7 separate regions of the Mus musculus genome follow, and all the other regions are linked to region 7. A link is a contact called in public Hi-C, HiCAR-type and promoter capture Hi-C data. All regions are on one chromosome and are shown on one strand. Each heading gives the region's core, a stretch centred on a gene start, on an enhancer-like site or on the middle of the called end of the contact. The rest is flanking DNA. Distances are from core to core; before and after follow the strand shown.

Region 1 (2,700 bases), core at 102-2,601, 2.1 Mb after region 7:
TAACTGAAAGTAATAAAGCAACCTTTATTATTGAGGCTACTTTCAAAATCCTACTTAATACCATACACATTTTGGTGGCAATCTCTACTTGAACGTAAATAAGAAATCTTTAACCATGCTGAATCTAGATTGCTCTAGTATCAGTTACTCAACTCGTTCAGAGCAAGAGGAACATTATGCTCTTACCTTACGTACCATCTGCCTAAGTAAGGACAGAGAGATGGGATGGCTATTCTGAGGTTAGGGGTACCTGGGAGTTTTATTAAGAAAAGGGGCAATTATAGTCTCTTGAAGTCTTAAGTTCCACTGGACGGTACACAGCAGTACAAAGAGGAAGCGGTGCCGGGTACAGGGTCCCGGGTCAGAATGAGAGAATGGGAAGAGTGAAGAACTGGGCGTAGGGGTGGGAGAGAAACTGGCCAGACGTGGCCGAGAAAGAATAAGGGGTGGGAACACGAGCCACAGCCCTCATTCCCGGTGTCCAGGCCTGCGCCAGGAATAATCCCGGCAGGAAGGAACCCGAGGCGGCGGCCGCCTCCCAGCGGGACCCAGGGAGTCGGTGGAGGCCAGAGGTGCGCCACGGCCCGGACGCGCCCGCTGCCTCCTCACCTTCGGGCATCTCTCGGTCACTGATGTGCTGCAGGTGGTGGCCCTCGCCGGCTCCGAAATCCAACTCGGCGGGCTCCACGGCCGCAGCGGGCGCCGGCGCTACCGCCACCGCGTCCCCGGCCGCCGCCTCGTAGACCTCGGACTCGTAGTCGGGCTCTGCCGGCCCCGCGCGCCGGCCCAGCTTGGGGCTGGCATTGGGGGACACGCAACAGGTCAGCGTGTTCCCCATGGGGAGCGTCCGCTCCGCTCGGCCGACGCCTGCGCCTCCGCTCGCCCCGGACTCCGCGCCCGCCCCCTCCCCCAACAATGGCGCGGTCGGCGCCGGCAGCCCCGGGCAGAGCGGGGCTGCGCCCGCCCGCACTCGCCGCCGCGCCCGCTGCGCGCCCGCCCGCCCCGCCGCCCAGCCCGGGGCAGGGCTCCGGCCTCGGCCGCACCCCCGCCGGCTCGCCGCCGCCGCCTCCCCACAGCGGACTAGTCTGCGAGGGCGGCGACCAGCCCGGCTTATTTAAAAGGGGTGGGGACCCGACAAGCGCTGGGAGACGCAGCCACTGCGGGCCGAGAGCGCGGCCGGAGCTCCTCCTCCTTCCGTCGCCGCCTCCGAACTGAAGGCCGCTAGCCGGCTCCTGCCAACCGGAACGCGCTCCGCGGTCACCTGGTGACGGGTAGCCAATCAGACCCGGACTTCCCTCCACGCACCCGCCTACGGCCCAGGCACGTGACTCACAAAGCCCCGCCCCGTCCCTTAAGCTGAGCCGCGCGAATTCTGGTTTCCATTCATCTCGAGCTGCGCCGAGTCCGGCTCCTACTGGGGAGCTGCGGCAGTTTGTTACTCGAGGCCGCCCTTCAAGGCGGGCCCCGAAGGTCCGGCCTGGTGAAGAGTTGGTTTTGTCAGCAGTTTGGTCTCTCCATGTTTGACAGCTTCCCTTTGCTCACCCAAGTAAGTTGCACTGGACTTAGCCGGTTGTATATGGCTAAATGCTCTTCTCCTGTCTTCCCAGTGTTACGTTCTCGCTTGCAACTTGGCCATAGCAACCCCGGGGCTCGCTCCTTACTCTCAATAAAGAGTCGTGACTGTGTCTTGCATGAAACCCGAGGACACGTCACTCTTCAATTTCCTCGTACGTCAAATAAGGACCAAACTCTCGGTTCAGAAAAGCTGGGAGCCAGCAACTCCGGTTTCGCTTGTTTTCTGCCATCACAAGACAGGAGTTTCCAGACTTTGTTTCTTTAACTAGCAATGCAGAGAACAGTTTTCTCCCACAAAATAGAGAACCACACTGTGGGGTGCCCACAGTCCTAAGTGATGGGGATGGTAGAGAGCAATTGACCTTTAGCATGCACCAAGTATTGCCAACCATGCCAACCGAGCTCCCTTAGCGCTAAGTCTAAAGAGCAGTCCAATGTTCGATCTCCCAGATTTTACTGATCGGTGGCAGGGTAGGGGGAGCATGCAGAAACTGAGTAACTTTCTCAAGGTTACATGACAAGGTTACTGCTCGTGTAGGGGCCAGAATAGTCTGGATTCCAGGTTTATCTCCGAGTACCTGTGAAAGGAAGTCACGGTTAGGGAAAATGACAGAGACTGTTGGTGCTTGGTAGTGTTCATTTTAAGGAAGAGCAATCTTTTCACTTGGGGATTTTAAATATCTTCCCTAATTGAATCTTCTCGTTCATTTCTGTTCCTGAAGTCCAGCAGTCCAGGCTCCCAGTAAATTTAGGCAAATGAGAAGCAAAGATTTGGAGAATCTAGCTGTACGAGTTCACACTGCTGCTCTTGGAGTACAAACACAAATATCTGACCCCAAAGTCAATGAGGTCAAGAGTTTAGTTGTTTTCTTTTAATGTATATATTTATTGTATTTGTATGAGTACACTGTGGCTGTCTTCAGACACATCAGAAGAGGCATTGGCTCCCATCACAGATGGTTGTAAGCCATTATGTGGTGGCTGGGAATTGAACTCAGGACCTCTGGAAGAGCAGTCAGTGCTCTTAACCGCTGAGCCATCTCTCCAGACCAAGAGTTTAGATTTTATACTGGAAATAAGTGTTGAACATGAAGTTCAGAAGTCATTGTCATGTGTATTTAAGAC
Region 2 (2,707 bases), core at 176-2,675, 2.7 Mb after region 7:
GAATGATATGGAGTCGATTAAATTGTATTTCTCCCATTGAAGGTATAAGGACGTTTCTCGTGTCTAAGTACTGAATTCTGTAGTTATTCTAAAGGAGTCCAGCTTTCGGTGTATTTTGGAGAAGGCACACGAGCCATTTAAGGTCAAGCAAACAAATGGGCAACTCTTAACCACGTGCATTGCACAGGTTTCCATTTCTGAGCTTGCAGAATCTTGAGATCTTTAGAGCCCTGCTCCATACCTGCTCCATGAAGTTACTGGATAAACCTCTTGTAAGGATCTGCTAGCTAACTGCTCCCCGCTCCAGCCTGCACCCTAATTCGACCCACGCTCCCCCTATTCTCTTTCATGCACACGCTTAGATGCTGGACACCAGACTCCTGGCCAGGTTTTAGGCTCAGTTCAGAGGAAAAGGAGGGCGGTAGGCGATCGGCGGCGCGCACGGAGGCGCGCGGGCCGGGGCGGGGACAGCGTGCAGCGTCGGGGGCGGGCGCAAGCTAGTCTCCGTGCAGCTCGCCTTTGTTCTCTGCCATTGTGAGGCACTTCCTCTCTGGCACTTCATTTCGGCACCCTGTGGGGAATTCGGAACTGGCTTTTGGGCTTTAGTCTGGGGTACGTGACGCTGTCCTGAGCCTGGGCTCTCCCTTGCTACCCTTCTTCCCCATGCTTGGCGGAAGGCCGAGTGCAAAGAGCTCCTTGCCCCCGACCGCTGCGCCGCCGCTCTACCGGCTGCTCCCGCAGGAGGCATCTTAACCCAGGACCGGGACCGCACCTCCCGATCGGCCACCGCGGCAACCCGTCCCCTCGGATCTGCACTGGGTACGGGCGCCGGCGGCTCGGGCGAGCCCTGCAGCGAGGGTCGGAGGCCAGCGCGCAGCCCGAACCCGGCCGCCTAGGCGTCCCAGGAGCCAGCGCAAGTGTCGCAGCAACACTCCCTGGCGCTCAAGCTCCCCGGCCGCCTGGCGGACTCCTCTACCCCTTTATATAGCCCTCTAAAAATAGCTTGCCTCGTACCGCCTTGTAAGGCAGCAGGGAGATCCGCAGCGCGCCAATCGGCGGCTGCCGTCGGGGCCAGGCCCCGCCCCATGGTCCTCTCCGAGTGCCGCATTGGTCCTCAGTGACTTCATGAGCCCCCTGTTTACCTTACATGGTCACACGCGGCCTAATGGACGCCCTCCTCCGAGATCCCACGGCTGCGCGCAAAACGGGGCGGAGGGAGGGAGTTTGGGGAGGGGGAAGAGCAGGAGGAGGAGACAAGGGGGGGGGACTACAAACTAGCGAGGATGGGGTGGGGGGTGGGGAGGGAAGGGAAGGGGTGGGGGGGGAGAGAAGCGATCGCGAGAAAAAAAATGCAACCTCCCAAAATAAAGAGCAAAGATTGCATTAGGAGCGAACAGCGCTGCAGATATAGATGGCAGCTTCGTGTCAGTGAGTTTGCGTTCCCCTTCCTGATCCACGCGCTGGAGTGATTAGAGCCCTGGAAGGGAATTGTTACTCCCGTGAAGTCCCCTTTTCCTGGCAGTCATCTGCACTGTACACGCTGGATCCCTCTCTCCGATCCACCCCACTCACTCGCTCCTCTCTCACCTCCTCTCTCACCTCCTCTCTCTCCCTCCTCTCTCACCTCCTCTCTCCCTCTCTCCTGCATTGATTTTTTTTCTCTCCTTTTTTTAGTTGACTGAAACAAAACAAAACAAAAGGGCCACTGGATGTCTGCCTTCTTGGGGGGTGAGCCAGACAGACTGACAAACAAACAGACCCAGCTGAGCTCGGGGGAGGGTTTCTCCTCCGGTTTTGCCCGGCAGCAGCAGCATGGACGTGTTGGCTAGTTATAGTATATTCCAGGAGCTACAACTTGTCCACGACACCGGCTACTTCTCAGCTTTGCCATCCCTGGAGGAGACCTGGCAGCAGGTGAATGATTTAAATTACTTGTGTAAATCGTGTGGCGGCGGCGGAGACGCAGGGGCTGCGTTTGGTGTGGGCTTTGAGTTGAAATTTTTTTAATTAATTTTTTCTTTTTATTTATTTATTTATTTTTTGGCTGTGTGTTGTTTAAAATGTTTTGTGAAACAATCATATGCGCTTACCTCTCCACCCACCCCTAGCCCCTTAGTGTGTTGAGCTGAGCCGGTCCTAGCTGCCTGCATTTCTGTCACCAACACACATCCTTGCGCACACGTTGTCGGCTCGCTGTCCCCTAGCAGAGAATTGCTGGCGAACTTCTCGGGTTTGGAGGAGCCGGGTGGGAAGGTGGTCGAGCAATGGTTGACAGGATACCACGTTCCTAGATGCAGGAGTTCTGACCTTAGTACTTAAATCAGCTTTATCCATTTCAACTGGTCCTGAAGACCGTCAAGGGGGGTGGGGGGAAGCACGGAGTGTTTTTCCCAGTAATTTACTGAGTGTCAATAAAGAATAGGAGCTTGATTTTTAGATACAAGGTGAGCTGTACGAAGAGAAGCCAGGTGACAAAAGATGCTTAAGGATATGTACAAGGAAGATGAGAAGATATGTCTCTCTTAGGCTGACAATGTATTGTATGGTTTCTCTAGCTAATGCCTCCAGAGAGAGCAGCCTGTACTGTGTCCTTGCTTTTTGTTTGTTTGTTTGGGGTGCCTCTCAGGTTAGCACCACCTTGGACAAAGGGTGGTGTGTGCTTCCTTGCTTCCCTACTTTGTCTTAGAGGACTAGTTAAGAAAACTCC
Region 3 (2,700 bases), core at 34-2,533, 2.2 Mb after region 7:
AGCACGCTCTGTTCTCCACGATTACAAAGGTTTCTTTCTCACTCCTGTTTCAGTTGTGAAGCTCCAACCGGGGACCTGGTGCTAAAGAGAGCCTGGATGTTAAGACACAAGCCTTGGCTAGGCATGGTGACACACAACCTGTAATCTCAGCACTTGCCAGTCTGGGGCAGGTGCATCTGAGTTTGAAGCCAACCTGGTACATATATAGTGAGTTCCTGGGCAGACAAGGCTATGTAGAGAAGAGAGATCCTGTTTTAAACTAAACCAAACCAAAGCCCTGGGATAGTGAGAAAGGAGCAACTACCCAGCTGCGAGGGGCTCTTTCACCCACGTTCTGATGGTAAGAACAATTTGTATGGTCAAGTATGAACTAAGGATAGGAAAATCCCTGGGCATATTAAAGACAGCCATATAGCAGGCTGAGCACTTAAATATGTACTCTATCAAATGCTCATTACTCTCTCCCCCAAGGATTAAACAAGTCTTTCTTCTCAGATATTTAGAGGCTCACCAGTGGTTTCTGTTTGTGCTCTCTTTAATGTCTACACTGCTATAGATGTTGATTTTCCTAAGCGGATGTGTGCCCTTTCTAAGCAAGTCGGCAATAATTACAACTCTGGGAGCTAGGAGGGGCAAAAGGAACACGGTAAGTAAATGTAATGTTGCAAATGCTCTTGTTGGCAGTGTGCTGGAGAGCTTGGGGGAAGTTTTAAAGTCATATACATATGTATGCAATCCTCCCCTGTGTGTGTATACATTTTCAGTGGAAAGATGGAGAATAGGGAGACAGAATGGTTAGCTAGATCCCAGGAATCTGGGGAGGTCAACCCATTTACATTTTTGAATGTTTTTCTGACCCAAAGTCTACACTTTCCTGTGCCTAGTTTAGGTCCCCAAAAGAAAGAAATAAAACAGAAAACACACGGAAGAAAGGTATTTCTTCTTCTAGTAACTACATATCAACGTGGTGTGGTCTTTTCACTTGTGCGTATTCACTGATGAAATCGGATTAGCTCTCTCTAGCGCAAAAACGTGAGCTTTAATAAGAAAAGGAAAAGGGGAAGCTGAGAAGCCGAGATAGCACAAAGCCATGGAGCAAGTAAGGAGAAAACTTACTAAGAGAAAAAACGGAGGAAGAAAAGACCCAAACAGGAAACTCAGTAACTTGAGGAAAGGGCTCTTACTGGTCCCCAGTTTACTGCAGGCCACTTGTCCCCAGTCTCCCGCAGCTGGTGCTGGAATGTGGAGGTCAGGCGCGCCCCCTGCCGGCCGGGAGAGGCGAGGGCGGTCGCGGCTCGGCAGGGTCCGGCACGCGGAGACCCTTGGGTGGCCAGGTCCGGGGATGGAGTTTGCAGCCGAGGCTGCCGGCCAGGATTTAGAAAGGCGTCCATTTCGGCCAGCAGAGTGGCGGCGTGGAGCGACGCGAGCGCCCGAGCGCATGTGGTCGGGCTCAAAACCCGGCCTGGGCGTCGCACGCCCACTCCCCAGCCGCGCCGTGGTTAGGGATGCTCGGTAGTGTTCTCTCCCACTTCACTGCCACCAAACGCGGTGACTACGTTTAGTTCTCTACTTCGCTACGCATCCTTGGGCGCCAACGTCGCCGACTAACTGTCCACTTTAAGGTCGGCCTTTCTCCCATGCAAGGCACCCCACGCCCCTGTGCACTCGCCCTCCCTGGCGCCCCAAAACCGTAGGGCCTCACAGGAACTACACAGCACGGGCCAGGGGAAAGCGGCGGTACCGGGGAAGGGGACCGGAAACCCGCGTCTCTCTTCCCGGAACCAGCTTCCACCGCCTTCTGCCAATCCAGCCTTTTAAGGAGGAGCTCCGCACAGCGACTGGGCAAGGCTGTGCGCTTGCGCGGCTCGGGTACCCTCCCGGAACCGTGAGTATCTACGTGGAGGCACTGCAGGGTGGCCAGCGGGCTGTGTGGGCGCCAAGCCTCCACCCGAGGGTCCGAAAGGAGTCTCTGCAGAGCCCTGCTCCCACCATGCTGGGTTCCCGGGACTCTTTCGTGGGCGCGAGGGAAGCGCATCTGTGGCCCCCGGGTGTCGTGCGGGACGTGCTTTTTGTCCCGCGGGTTGTCCGCCAGTATTGTCCGCTCCAGCCCCCAGGGTGACTCCATCCACTCTGCCGTAGGGAGCCTTCTAGGGTCAAAAGGCAGGGCGAACCCTTAGGATTTAGCAGAAGTACGCATTTGGCTCCTTTGTCCTAGCTGAACATGAGGATGTAGGTTGGCGGACCAAACAAACAAAAATGTGGGAGCTGGGTCCAGACAGATCAGGTGCCCAGGGCCGTCACTGTCACTTCGTGTACCGTTCTTTATGTAATGCCCAAGTAGTAACAGGAGCCTGTAGGGTGCCACAGTAGTTAGAGATTTCTAGGCGTTTCCTCCTCAGAGTTATTAGTTGACACCAATTCAGAGCCAATTTTCACTTCCCTCAAGTCTCGGAGGAAAAGCTGTTGAAGAAATTGGATGCACCTCAGTCTATTTCTTAGTTTGAACTTGTAATAACGTCAACAGCTTTTCCAAGTTACTTAAGTAAGATACAGCACTCAACTTCTGACTCTGGTGACACTCAGGATTCTTTTTGCATGACAGGTCTCAGCAGAGATAGACAGAAGAAATGGCCCTGGTACCCTATGAGGAGAGCGCGGCAATAGGGCTCCAGAAATTCCATAAGCCTCTCGCCACCTTCT
Region 4 (2,700 bases), core at 165-2,664, 2.3 Mb before region 7:
AAATGCCTTCATAGAATAGCTGTACACATAGCAAAGGAGTATCCTCTGACTCACTACAGGTTCTGGCCCCAGCATAGAGCAGTTTTAGACCTGTGGCCTCTCAGACTACAGTAATCCCTTCCAGGGCATTTTAGACTTAGAGAAACTTAGTCGTACAGCGGTTGATGACCTTGGAAGCACACACCCTGCAAAGAGGGCAAGTGCAGGGCCTCAAGCTGGCCCTGCTATGGCGTGGCCCTAACGGCTCGAAGGTCAGCTAAGATCTCACCTCCTAAACACCTTCAGACCGAACAGCACAGACGAGAGAGTTTGCATAATTTCAGAATCAAAGAATGTGGTTTCACAAATATGGATTTTTAAGTTTGGCCCAATGTCATCTTGGGAAGGTGGGAGAGATGGCTTATTTGGAAAAAAAAAACTATTGGAAGATTTCATCTTACCTGCGAGGCTACCAGCTACCTACAATATCCATTCTAAAGTACTAAGTATGCTAAGTATGGAATATTCTGGGTGATGGCGAGGGACAAAGATATTTTATTCCCAAAGCAACGTTGACTTTCTATTTCTAGGGAAGGTTCTGTGTATGGACTGACACCTTGGAGCAATAAAGAAAATGCCCTGTTCTTGTGTCAAAAAATTCGTTCAGCAAGCATTCCTTCTGGTGGACTGACTACTCAGCGGGCCAGCTGTCCAGGGCCTCTGCCGGGGCAGCCCCAAGGGGAGCGTTTCAGACAGTGGTCTCCACTGAGCTTCTCAGATCCTGCTTCCCCAAGCTCCTACCATGACCCTGCTGCTCCCACTGTCTGACAGGTGTTTTTCCAACTCTAGAGGCAGAGGATTTTGGGGAGTGTCTGAGCCAATAAGATTTCTCCTTAGGGGGAGGGCGTGGCTACATGGGTCAGAGCAGGGGCGGGGCTTGCGCAGCGGAGGAAAGCCTGGCTGGTTGTGTGGAGGGTTGTTTGATTCCCACCCCCCACTCCCCTCTTTTTTTTCTTTCTTTTCTTTTCTTTTCTTTTTCAAAAATCTTTCTTCTGACTCTTATTAATTTCTCTGTGGGGCTGCGGCTGGAGACCGCGGAGCGTTGGAAATGACGTTCGGAGCTTTAATTACTGCAATGGCTGGACAAGTGTGAGGAAAGCTGACAGTGGAAAAAAAGGGGGACAGGATCGGGGAGAAGCAAAGAAGCAACACCCCCTCCTTTTCCCTCCAGATTTGGACAGGAGGTGCAAGGAGACTGAAGAGAGAGCTGAACATAGCCCGGTTTTGGGGGGAGAGGCCGGAACCCCGCCGCCTCTTTGCAATCAACTTTTTTTGGAAGCCTTTATTCCCTCTTTCTTTTTATTGTTGACCAACCAGTGAGGAGAGCGAGCGAGCGAGCGAGAAAGTGAGGAGGGAACGAGCGAGCGGAGGATCACTCCGGGAACTAGCTGTACGTTGTGCTCGGAGCACCAGCCGCACAGTCGCGCTCACTCCCACCCGCGCGCCCTCCTCCGCGGCCCCTTGCCGGGTCCGCGGGTCCACGGGTCCTGGAAGCCGCCGCCGTCGCCGACTGGCTCTCCGGCCCCGGGAAGCCCGTGCACCAAGCGCGCCGCGCCCGCCCCCCTTGCGCCCCCCACGCGCTCCCGGCTGAGGGGGGGAGATCTCCTCCGCGTGCTCGCAAGTGGCTATGGTATTTGGACATGTAATTGTCAGCGCGGGATCTGAGACTTGCCAAAAATGAAGCTGGCGACGGGACTCTGGGTCTGGGGGAGCCTTCTGATGGCAGCGGGGACCGTCCAGCCCAGCGCTTCTCAGTCAGGTGGGTCGCGGTCTCGCGGTTCCCGGTCGCGCTCCAGCTGTTGAACCCGCCACTGCCTCCGGTGTTTCCCTTCTCCCTCGCCCCTCTGTCACCCTTAGGCTCCAGGGACCCTAGGGACCGGGCTTCTGCCTTGGGTCGCCCCTAGCTCCATCCCAAACTTACCTTTGTGTGTGCGTGCGTGTGTTTTTAATTGATGCTACAAATGACTTCGCTTTCCTGCCACCCTCTATATTATTGTCCCCCCTCTCGCCCTCTCTTTAGCCCCCTTCTTTCTTTCTCGCGCGTTTTCTGGGAGCCTAAGCGGGATCGCTTCTGGTGGCGCCCGTTGTTCGGGGCGTGGGAGACCTGAGCCCGTCAGTGGAGGTTCCCTCCTTCTCGAGCTGGGAAGGGGGGGGGGGGGAATCAAACCAAACCGGAGAATCGCTGCACCTCTTCGGGCTGCCAGGAGGTTCCTGAGCTGAGCCTGGCTGGCCTTCCCCGGGGTGCAGGGCTGCGGCGGAGCGCGGCCGGGGAGCCGGGCTTGGCACCTGAGCATGCTGGCGCAGGGTCCCTGGCCCGAGTCTCCAGTAGCCTGCGGGGTCACACCGGACGCCCAGCCCTATCCGGGCAGCTGGAGCGCACCGGGTGCGCGCCTCGGCCGGGGGCCAGGGACTCTGGGCCTTCTTAGTTGGCATCTCTAGGCTGTCTTGAGATTGACTTGGGGCGAGAAAGAGGGTGTGTGTGTGTGTGTGTGTTGGGCGTGCGACTCTTCAGCCAGCATGATCTCTCTCTCTCTCTCTCTCTCTCTCTCTCTCTCTCTCTCTCTCTCTCTCTCTCTCTCTCTCTCTCTCTCTCTCTCTCTCTCTCTAAAAGAGCCTGGCATACTGAGTCCAGAGCTCGGCCTTCCCTCCCCATGCTGGACT
Region 5 (2,700 bases), core at 160-2,659, 2.1 Mb after region 7:
ACGCCTTGCTGATAAACTGAAGATGGCTTTTCAGCCCGTACAGACGGCACAGAAGACAATAACAACCCAACAGATCTCAGTCAGTGAGGCCAGTTCAGAGTCCTTCAAGTACTCCTATGCCCTCCCCTACTTCAAATCCCTCCCACTCCCCTCCCCCAGCGGAAGGAGGAGTGAAGGAGCAGTCTACAATTTAAAGCCTCTTCATAAGCGTGTGAACGAATTTCAAGCATGCTAAACACCTCGGTCTCCCAGCCTAATTAGAACTCGTAGAAGAGAGGCATTTGTGGGACATTTAAAACTTGGAGTATACTAACCCATCAGGAGAGCGCCACTGCGTGTCCCTGCGTTGACTGTGCGCAGCAGGTCTTTTCACGGTTCCCACTGCCCCAGTACGCCCCGGTTATCCGGTCTCAACCTCGCCAGAGTGCACAGCAGCCAACCCTGGGGGACCAAGCACCCTGAGCTGTACACTGCTCCAGTTCAAGAGTTTTTCTCTGTGGGCAAATTCGGATCTGCCAGGGATTATAAACCGCAACTGCTAAGGACTAACGTCTCTAGAGACTTCCAAAACTGGAAAGAAATTCATTCTCTTGTCACAAGGACAAGATTTTGTTATATATAAAAGGGCAAAGCCTGGGAAATATCGATATTTCTAAGGGAGGGGTGAGTGGTAAAGATTGTGAACTCTGCTGCCCAGCTTCTGGTTTGGGATTCCAGGTCAGAGCGCCTATTGTGTGCCAGGAGCTCGCACAGGGAGGGGCACAAGTTTGTCAACGTCTCTGCTGTCTTGTTAGCTCAGCTGTGTAGGTCAAGTTCTGAGGTGTTCTGGCCTCAGAATCCTACGGTATCCAGATCGCGTATCAAGGTGTAAACGATTAACTAACACGAGGTTGCTCATTAAGTACTAGCACGTCTGTCACCTAGCACAAGGCAGCTTAGAAAGAGGACAGGTGGCACAACCGAATTGACCTCTCATCCCTTTAAACAAGCGCCAGACCTCGATAAGGACACTCAGCTGGAGAGAGGTGGCCTGGTGGAGGCCCTGGAAGCCGGCGTTCAGAGAACAGAGCCCTCAGGAAAGTGAGCACCATCCTGGTGAACCACCGCAGAGAACTCCAGAAGGACTTGGGGCCAGGTTTCCCGCCCGGGTTCTCTGGGAGGACTCATTAGCATTGACCCCGCCCTCGTAACTTCCCGGTCCACTATTGGCCGACGCTCTTCCGCTGCCCGCTCCGGGCGGGGCCGCGGGGCGCTCGCGGAGAGGCCAGGACAGCGGGGCGGTGGGCGGGGACCCGGAGAGCGATTCGTGGGACGGCCCAGCTCGGGGCAGGGCGGGAGGGGGCGGGAGGGGCGGTCCCGGGGCGGGGCCTCCCGGCGGGCATTAGAGGCAGGTGACCCGGGCGGGGCGGGAGAGGGCAGTCAGCCTGCGGCCGCGACTTGTCCTCTGCCGTCGCGCACAGCTCGGAGCTCCCTGGAGGTGGGCGAAAGAGTGCGAGAGCGCGGGGGAGGAGCCGAGCGGGGCGCGTCCCGAGAGCGCCGCCACCGCCCCCCGGAGTCTGCTGGAGCGCGGAGCCCCCTGCAGGGGAGGCGGCGAGCGGCTGGCGGGACGCGGCGGCGGGTGCGGACTATGCAGTCCCCGCCCGACCAGCGCTGGCTGCTCGCTGTGCTGTGAGGTGGCGGGGTCCCCTCCGGCTGCCGCACCCCTCCGCGCAGTTCAAGTGCTGCCCGGCGCCCTTGCCCTTCGTCCCGGCCCCGGGACGCCGGTGGAAGGCACGGCCTGCCCCTGCCTTGCTCTGCCCGAATCATGCAGGGGGCCCCGAAGGAAGAGAAGGCGAGTGACCGGCCCGCGCCGCCCATGGTCGAGGGGCGCCCTGCTCTCTGAAACGCCCTCCACCTGCTGCCATGTGTCGCCGCCACAGGTACCTAGCTTGTCGTTAAACTTTCCCAGCTCTGGCCCGATTCGGAGTCGCGCGACTGAGGAGCCCGGCTGGTCGCAGACATCTGCCGCCCAGCAGGATCCTCCGAGGTGAGAGCCCGCGTCTTCCCAGTTCACCCGGTTCCTCTGCCCCCATCTCGGGGACTGAGCTCTCTGGCCCCAGGCACAGCCTGCAGGGCCGGGCCAGAAAAGAGAGGCGGGCGCGGGCAGTGGGGTGGAGGGGGTGGGGGCGTCTGAAGTTTGGTTCTAGGAGGAGGGGAGGAAAGGAGTTAATCTTGAGATTGGAGCTGGTTTGCGGAGACCAAGTGGTTGGCGCTCCTCTAAGAGGAGTGGTTGCGATTTTTCTTTTCCCCTACCTTCTCTTTTAAGAGTTCTGTCCTTGGAGTCGGAGCCCTAATCATCCCTCCAGCCCTATCTGGTGTGGAACTGAGTGCTGCCGGCGGAGGCAGCGCCTTCCAGAAACAGTTTATCTTTGGACGGATTTCTTTAAGAGAAAAAGAAACCAACAGGTTGCCAGCCCGGGCGTCACACTCAAGACTCCGGAGAGGGAAGCCCCGGCCGCAGATTCGTCGGCCAACGCAGACCCTCTCAGGCAGCGGGAGGCAAAGGGAAGAAGGAGACGATGGCTCGACCCGACCCGTCTGCGCCTCCCTCTCTTCTGCTGCTGTTGCTGGCGCAGCTGGTGGGCCGGGCAGCGGCCGCCTCCAAGGCCCCGGTGTGCCAGGAAATCACGGTGCCCATGTGCCGAGGCATCGGCTACAACC
Region 6 (2,700 bases), core at 133-2,632, 2.3 Mb after region 7:
GAGGAGCATGGCAGAGGCTAAGGGGAGATACGGATGACTCAAAAAACCTTGGCAAGACTGCCTCCCTTCAAATGACAGAAAACGAAAAGTACCTTCGCTAATACTAATTTCCCCTTCGATAATTTCTAAGGGTTTCAGAATGATTGACCTCAAGTGATCATTATCTTAGTGGAAAGGGTTAAAACCGAAACTGTTTTCAAGCACCAGCTTCCCTTTTACAAGATCCCAACAGTTTCTGCAAAAAGTTATTACATGTATGTTTTCTTAGCACCTCTTTCCTTCCCAAAAGAATGCATTCCCAGGACTACTGATTCGTTCTTCATCTTCAAAGCCGAGGGGTGAGGGAAATAGTAAAAAAAAAACAAAAAACAAAAACAAACCAAACAAAACAAAAACAAAAAACCCCAAACCCTTAAAACAGCCTAGGGCAGAAAACAGCATTTTCTCCGACCGCGTGGGAGCCGGGGAGAGGGGCAAGAATAAAATACAGCACCAGAGAAAACCTTGGGTTTCGAACTTTATTGCACAAAGAGCGCTGTAGAGGAAAGCAGGTCGGACGTTGCGGCTCGCCGAGCGGGCACCGCCGCGAAGGCGGCAGCACCTTCACCTCCTCTGCCCTCAACTGTCTCCTTCTTCTTCCTCCTCCTCCACCCCCCACGGGCACCCAGGCGGCGGCCCGGGCGGCCAGCCCGGCACAGCCGGGGCGAGCGAGCGTGCGAGCAGGCGGGCGGCGGCGGCGAGGAACGGGGGGCGGCGGCGGGCGGCCTCCCCCGGGGCGGCTCCGCTCCGCGCCGGCTCCGGCTCCGCGCCCGGCACGGCCGGGCCCGGCCCGGCCCGGCGGCGGGAACGCGGGCGCCAGCTTGCCGCGGCCGGCCGCCCGCTCGCTCGCACCCCGCCCCGGCCCGGCCGCCCCCCGCCATGAGCGCCGCCGCTGGCTGCAGGCAGAGTCGCTGCCGCCCGGCCGCCGCTGGCTCCAGTCCGCCGCCATTATTCTTTGTTCGCTGCGAGCGGCGGCGGTGTTGTGGGGCTCGGGCGGAGGCTCCATCTTTACCGCGGCCCCTCCTGCGAGGGGAAGGCCCCGAGCGCGGGTGTCCGGCGCCTCCCCGGCCCCCCTCTGTCCCCCCGGCTCTCTCCGGCTCCTGCCTCCTCCTCCTGCTCCTCTTACCGGTGGTACAAGCTCCTCCGTCACTGCTTTCGTTCGCGGCCCGGATCTCGCTGGAGTTTTATTCTCTCCCCCACGTAACACACCGCGTCAAACTACACCTCCGCCGCGTCACTCACCAACACTCCGCTTCTCCCAGCCGCCCGGGCCACAGGCAGCAGCAGCCGCCGCCGACTGAGGAGCCGCAGCCAGGGAGCCAGCCAGCGCCGCCCAGTGCCGAGTGCGCAGCGGCCACTCACGGAAACAGCCGAGCTCGACCCGGAGCCGCTCGACAGGCCCCGCCCCCGCGCTACTGGCGGAACCTGCCGAAGGCCTTCGGCTACTTCCCGGCGCTGCGAAGGGGTTGACCGGGGAAGCTGGTGTAGGCGGTTTGAGACCCGCTCTGGAGGCACGATCCGAGCCTCACTGTGGCGGGTGGAGGCTTCGGACGCCAGCTGAGGAGATTTGGAGGAAGCGGGGTTTGTGTGTAGCCAGATTTGGGGTGGTGTGGGGATTCCCGGGGTGGCGGGGACTTGCTGGAAACCCCCGCGCGGTCTGATCCTGCGGCGGAAGCAGACCGCCCGGGAACTTTGACGCGCCGCGAGGGCCCAGAGCCGCGCGGACGGCGCTGGAAGGTTGGAGACGCCGGCTACCGGCCAGGGGAGTCTGCCGGGCCGGAGCTGGTTCTTTGCTGGGAAGAAAGCTATGGCACAGGTGGCATGTGGGGATTCAGCTCCGCTTTGCGGCCAGCCAGAGCCCCTAGGTACTGGGTACCGTCCTCCCTCTGAGGCTGGAGAAATGATCAGCCATGCTGCTCTCAACACTTGAAACAGATCCCCACCCTACCTGCCCGCGACATCCTGTGCTGACTTTTCTCAGCCCTTTCTGCAGCGGTGGCACGCTGCTGCGGCGTGGCTTCCACCGTTTGCACCCCAGAACTTGACAGTGTGACTTCCGTAGCCTCAAAGCTACCGCAACTGCTCTCTGAGTTGCCCCTAACCGCCAGTTCTTCACCTTTTGTTGTTGTGCCGTTCAGCCCTCTTCCTATAGTTTTGTTCCTGCTGGACGCCAGCCCTTGTTGACGTTTTATAACACTGAGCTTGCCTTCATTCCGTGTGTCCTAGCCGTTCCCGCTTTCCCAAGGACATTATACTGAAGAGTAGCTTAATTTTCTTTTGTTTCTAACCAGAACTTTTAGCATGCTAACGTCTCTTCCTCTCTTTAAGAAGACTCTTGTGGCATTGGTGAGATGAATAAAGGCCCTTGCCACCAAGCCAGATAATCTAAGGTCAATTTCGAGAACCCACGTGGTAGAAGGAGAGAACCAGCTCCCATAAGTTGTCCTTTGACCTCAGCACTTACATCACAGTAGTATGTGTGGGCAATAAATAAAATATAGAAACTTCCTCCTTAAGCTCCTTTCCGAGTTCCACCTGTCTTTTACTGTCTCTCTCCATTTGCAGTGGCTCTGAATTGTCACAGTCTTCCTGTCTATGTAGTTTTGCATCTTGCATTTTCAAGACCATCCTAGCATTTGATGCTGTTTGACTCTTCCAAAC
Region 7 (2,700 bases), core at 12-2,511:
TTGTTTTGGGTTTAGACACAGTCTCAGTATGTCGCTATGATTATCCTGGACCTAACCACTAGACTAGGCTGGCCCACCTGTGCCTGGGATTAAAGGTTTGTACCATCACTCCAGACCCTACCACATTCTTTAAGTGTTTTACCCATCCCTTTAAATATGACAAATATCCAGTGTTTACTTTTTCCTCCAACACACTGTTAGTCCATGATTTTTAATTGAATGAAGGCAAATCTATTTTCTGGACTGCCCATCCTTGACCCATATTGAGCAATTATTGTTCTGAGTAATTTTTATAACCATTTTCCCTACTGTAGGCAGTTTATCATAAAAATTATTTCAGCTATTTATTCATGTACTAGAAAAAGAAAGAACAGTTAATTTTCCAACTCTGGTAATGTCTTAAGTATTGCTTCTTTATGACTTCAATTCTATACACTCCTGCCTGTAAGCCCTTCCAAATAAATAAGGTAGAAGTGATATATCGATCTAAAAATTCTAGTGCCTTTTCACTTCCTACAGCATTCTAGTGAAAATCTGCTTAGCAAAGCGTCTAATCTATTATCTAAGGAGCTATATTTAGGCTATCGTTTTTTTCTCAAGCATCAAGTTCAAGCCTGGGGAAATGCCCGGGTGCGTTTAACGGTGGTGAGCTGCGAGCTGCGAGCTGGGCCAGGTGCAAGACTCGCTCGCAGAGATGTTTCTGTCTCTAGCCAACTGTTTCCATTAAAATCCCGCTGGTCTGCGCTACCTCAGAGTTAACTGCAGAGCTCCTTAATCATAAGCTAACTCAAATGTATCCATGGCAGGTCTGCCACCTATTTTAAGGTCCTCAGAGGTCCGACAGAGCATGACTCGGGATCGAGCCTCTGGGACCCATAGAAGCAAAAGGTTGGAGCGTTGAGGGCTGCTTAACCCTCGGCCTGGCCAGGACGGCCCTGCCCGCCCGGAGTTTCCAGGTCTTATTTTCCTGTAACAGACCTAAAGAAACCGCAGCGCCCCGCAGCACGGCCGGCGGGGTGACTTTTGCGGGCTGGCACCGGGGTGGAGAGAGCGCGGGACAACGGCGGCGCGGAACGCACTGGGAGCCGGCAGAGTTCGGCCACCGCGCTCAGGCTGCTTTCAGAACGCTCCCAGCGGCTTCCGCGGGCCCCGCCCCCGCCGGGGTTTCCCCGCCGCCCGTCTCATTTGCATGGCGCGCCCCTCCCCCGCTGCCATTGGCCGGCGCCGGGCCCCGCCCTCCCCCACTCCCCTCCCTCCGCCGTAGGGTTCCGTCCCCCGAGCGCCCGGAGCTGCGGGCAGCGGGCGGACTGTTAAACCGCGGCGGCGGCGTCAGCCGGGGCGGGAGCGGGGCGCGCTCTGGAGACGAGTCGGCGGCGCCCCGGGTGGGGGGAGGCGGGCGGACAGCTAGAGATCGCCTCGGCGGCCCCCACCACGGCCGGACCGAAGGTGCGGCGGCGGAGGGCAGCCAGGGCGCCCCAGCAGGCGAGTGGCCGGCGTCGCAGCGGCGGGCTGAGGGGGGTGGGTCTCCTCGGCGGGGGACGGCGGCGGCGCGGGGCGGGAAAGAGCGGAGAAGACCGCCGGGTGGACTCGCGGGCTCGGCGTCCGCCGGGCAGCCCCCTTTGCACCCCGAACCCTGCTTGCCGTTGGACTGCGGGCCCCGGCACAAGACCGTGCTTTGGGGCAGGGGTCGGACCGCAGCCAAATTTAAACGGCTAAACCTAACAGCCTTGGCAGACACGGCGGGGAGGGGAGGGCGGGGCAGGGGGCGGGCCTGGATTCGAGTCACGTGGGGATGGGGCGGGGCTTGGCAGGCCTCCCTTTTGTTTTGGCTGGCGCGTGCGCAGAAGGCGGAACACGTGGTTTTTCTTGGGCACGCCCTCTCCCTCCCCCCCCCCCCGCCCCCCGCAAGGCTGGAGCAGCGGCGCCTGTCCTGGGGGTGTGGGGCGCTCTGTGGGAAGCTTTCCGTAACGCTGAGCTTGGCTGGCCAGCGGCGACATTAATTTCTTCTTATTTGGGGCCGTTATGGATTTGGCCTTTAGAATTGTTTGGGGTGGAAGGGAGTGTTGTGGTTTATTGAAAGGTAACCGGTCCGAGTTGGTGTTGCTGCTTGTGCCCAAGAGGGGAGAGGGCTAGCTTTAAAAAAAGAAACAGCGTTTGGTAAGGAGAAATAAATGCAGGACGGTGTTGTGTGGTCCCAAATCGGGGAAGGAGCTGTTGGGATCTGCCTTGCGAGGAGCGGGCGCTGCGTGGGCGTCCTCGGTACCCCCGCAGAAGGCGCGGTGGCGGTTCCCTGTCCTCGCTGTTCCCATCGCGGGTTCCCGGGAGACTGGAGTTGTGGGAGTCACCTTCTGGCTTTGATTCCCCCAGCTTGGACGCAGAATGTGCCGGAGAGACTAAGAAAGATTGGCCGCCGCCGCCGCCTTTAATAGTTTAACTTTGTGTTTGTAGAAAGGTTTTTAAATCCTGATTGGATAGGGCAAGTTTGATAGCAACATAACTTCCCCGAAACTGTTCCTGAGCACAGCTGGCAAAACAGGCAGGATTTGAGGGTAGAAGTAGTTCTAAAAATAATTCGACAGTGGAGGGGGAAAAGCGCAGGTGTGGAACGCAGACTGTTTAGTAATGCCGGGGGTTGATTTCTGCGGTTTCCAGAGAGCTAACTAGCCGTTTCCTTGGGCAAGTCACAGCCTTGCTGATACA

What was found. Promoter capture Hi-C pulls out the DNA fragments that hold promoters and counts their contacts. Hi-C and Micro-C count contacts between places; a contact is called where the count stands out from the background. HiCAR-type assays count read pairs that join an accessible place to other places. Capture Hi-C pulls out chosen DNA fragments and counts their contacts.
Region 1: a contact with region 7 is called in a promoter capture Hi-C map of pre-B cells. The contact joins the promoter of 2810408I11Rik here to the promoter of Kansl1l in region 7. A contact is called at or near these places in 5 of 39 promoter capture datasets (the C10 cell line, cranial neural crest, liver and 1 more), 2 of 484 Hi-C or Micro-C datasets (embryonic stem cells and muscle stem cells), 3 of 115 datasets of contacts at active chromatin or transcription factors (cardiomyocytes, large pre-B cells and pro-B cells) and 1 of 9 other capture datasets (macrophages).
Region 2: a contact with region 7 is called in a HiCAR-type map of astrocytes, with 5 times the contacts expected there. The contact joins the promoter of Klf7 here to the promoter of Kansl1l in region 7. A contact is called at or near these places in 1 of 39 promoter capture datasets (pre-B cells), 1 of 484 Hi-C or Micro-C datasets (B cells) and 3 of 115 datasets of contacts at active chromatin or transcription factors (astrocytes, extraembryonic endoderm stem cells and large pre-B cells).
Region 3: a promoter capture Hi-C map of liver shows a contact between it and region 7, with 3 times the contacts expected there. The contact joins the promoter of Mettl21a here to the promoter of Kansl1l in region 7. A contact is called at or near these places in 7 of 39 promoter capture datasets (3T3-L1-derived adipocytes, the C10 cell line, the HPC-7 cell line and 3 more), 2 of 115 datasets of contacts at active chromatin or transcription factors (astrocytes and large pre-B cells) and 1 of 9 other capture datasets (liver).
Region 4: a HiCAR-type map of astrocytes shows a contact between it and region 7, with 4 times the contacts expected there. The contact joins the promoter of Erbb4 here to the promoter of Kansl1l in region 7. A contact is called at or near these places in 1 of 39 promoter capture datasets (hippocampal neurons), 3 of 484 Hi-C or Micro-C datasets (all in embryonic stem cells) and 1 of 115 datasets of contacts at active chromatin or transcription factors (astrocytes).
Region 5: a HiCAR-type map of astrocytes shows a contact between it and region 7, with 5 times the contacts expected there. The contact joins the promoter of Fzd5 here to the promoter of Kansl1l in region 7. A contact is called at or near these places in 7 of 39 promoter capture datasets (cranial neural crest, liver, maxillary cranial neural crest and 3 more), 5 of 484 Hi-C or Micro-C datasets (B cells, CD4 T cells, the G1E-ER4 cell line and 1 more), 2 of 115 datasets of contacts at active chromatin or transcription factors (astrocytes and large pre-B cells) and 1 of 9 other capture datasets (liver).
Region 6: a Hi-C map of CD8 T cells shows a contact between it and region 7, with 7 times the contacts expected there. The contact joins the promoter of Creb1 here to the promoter of Kansl1l in region 7. A contact is called at or near these places in 5 of 39 promoter capture datasets (the C10 cell line, the HPC-7 cell line, liver and 1 more), 7 of 484 Hi-C or Micro-C datasets (CD4 T cells, CD8 T cells, LSK cells and 3 more) and 6 of 115 datasets of contacts at active chromatin or transcription factors (T-cell acute lymphoblastic leukemia, astrocytes, embryonic stem cells and 3 more).

Annotation. Positions count from the first base shown.
Region 1 is chr1:64,689,310-64,692,009 of GRCm38.p6, reverse strand. 2810408I11Rik (RIKEN cDNA 2810408I11 gene) reads left to right here and starts at 1,351. Exons shown (of 2, transcript NR_038009.1): 1 at 1,351-1,546. It overlaps Ccnyl1 (cyclin Y-like 1), which reads right to left and starts at 665. Exons shown (of 10, transcript NM_001097644.1): 1 at 610-665. The coding sequence starts at 619.
Region 2 is chr1:64,120,107-64,122,813 of GRCm38.p6, reverse strand. It overlaps Klf7 (Kruppel-like factor 7 (ubiquitous)), which reads left to right and starts at 1,425. Exons shown (of 4, transcript NM_033563.2): 1 at 1,425-1,914. The coding sequence starts at 1,813. It overlaps Gm35880 (a long non-coding RNA gene), which reads right to left and starts at 1,247. Exons shown (of 3, transcript XR_373464.4): 1 at 1,143-1,247.
Region 3 is chr1:64,616,347-64,619,046 of GRCm38.p6, reverse strand. It overlaps Mettl21a (methyltransferase like 21A), which reads left to right and starts at 1,283. Exons shown (of 3, transcript NM_025964.4): 1 at 1,283-2,700. The coding sequence starts at 2,628.
Region 4 is chr1:69,106,773-69,109,472 of GRCm38.p6, reverse strand. It overlaps Erbb4 (erb-b2 receptor tyrosine kinase 4), which reads left to right and starts at 1,414. Exons shown (of 27, transcript NM_010154.2): 1 at 1,414-1,798. The coding sequence starts at 1,717.
Region 5 is chr1:64,736,459-64,739,158 of GRCm38.p6, reverse strand. It overlaps Fzd5 (frizzled class receptor 5), which reads left to right and starts at 1,409. Exons shown (of 2, transcript NM_022721.3): 1 at 1,409-2,026; 2 at 2,306-2,700. The coding sequence starts at 2,559.
Region 6 is chr1:64,531,486-64,534,185 of GRCm38.p6, reverse strand. It overlaps Creb1 (cAMP responsive element binding protein 1), which reads right to left and starts at 1,382. Exons shown (of 9, transcript NM_009952.2): 1 at 1,166-1,382.
Region 7 is chr1:66,816,156-66,818,855 of GRCm38.p6, reverse strand. Kansl1l (KAT8 regulatory NSL complex subunit 1-like) reads left to right here and starts at 1,261. Exons shown (of 15, transcript NM_001122738.1): 1 at 1,261-1,482.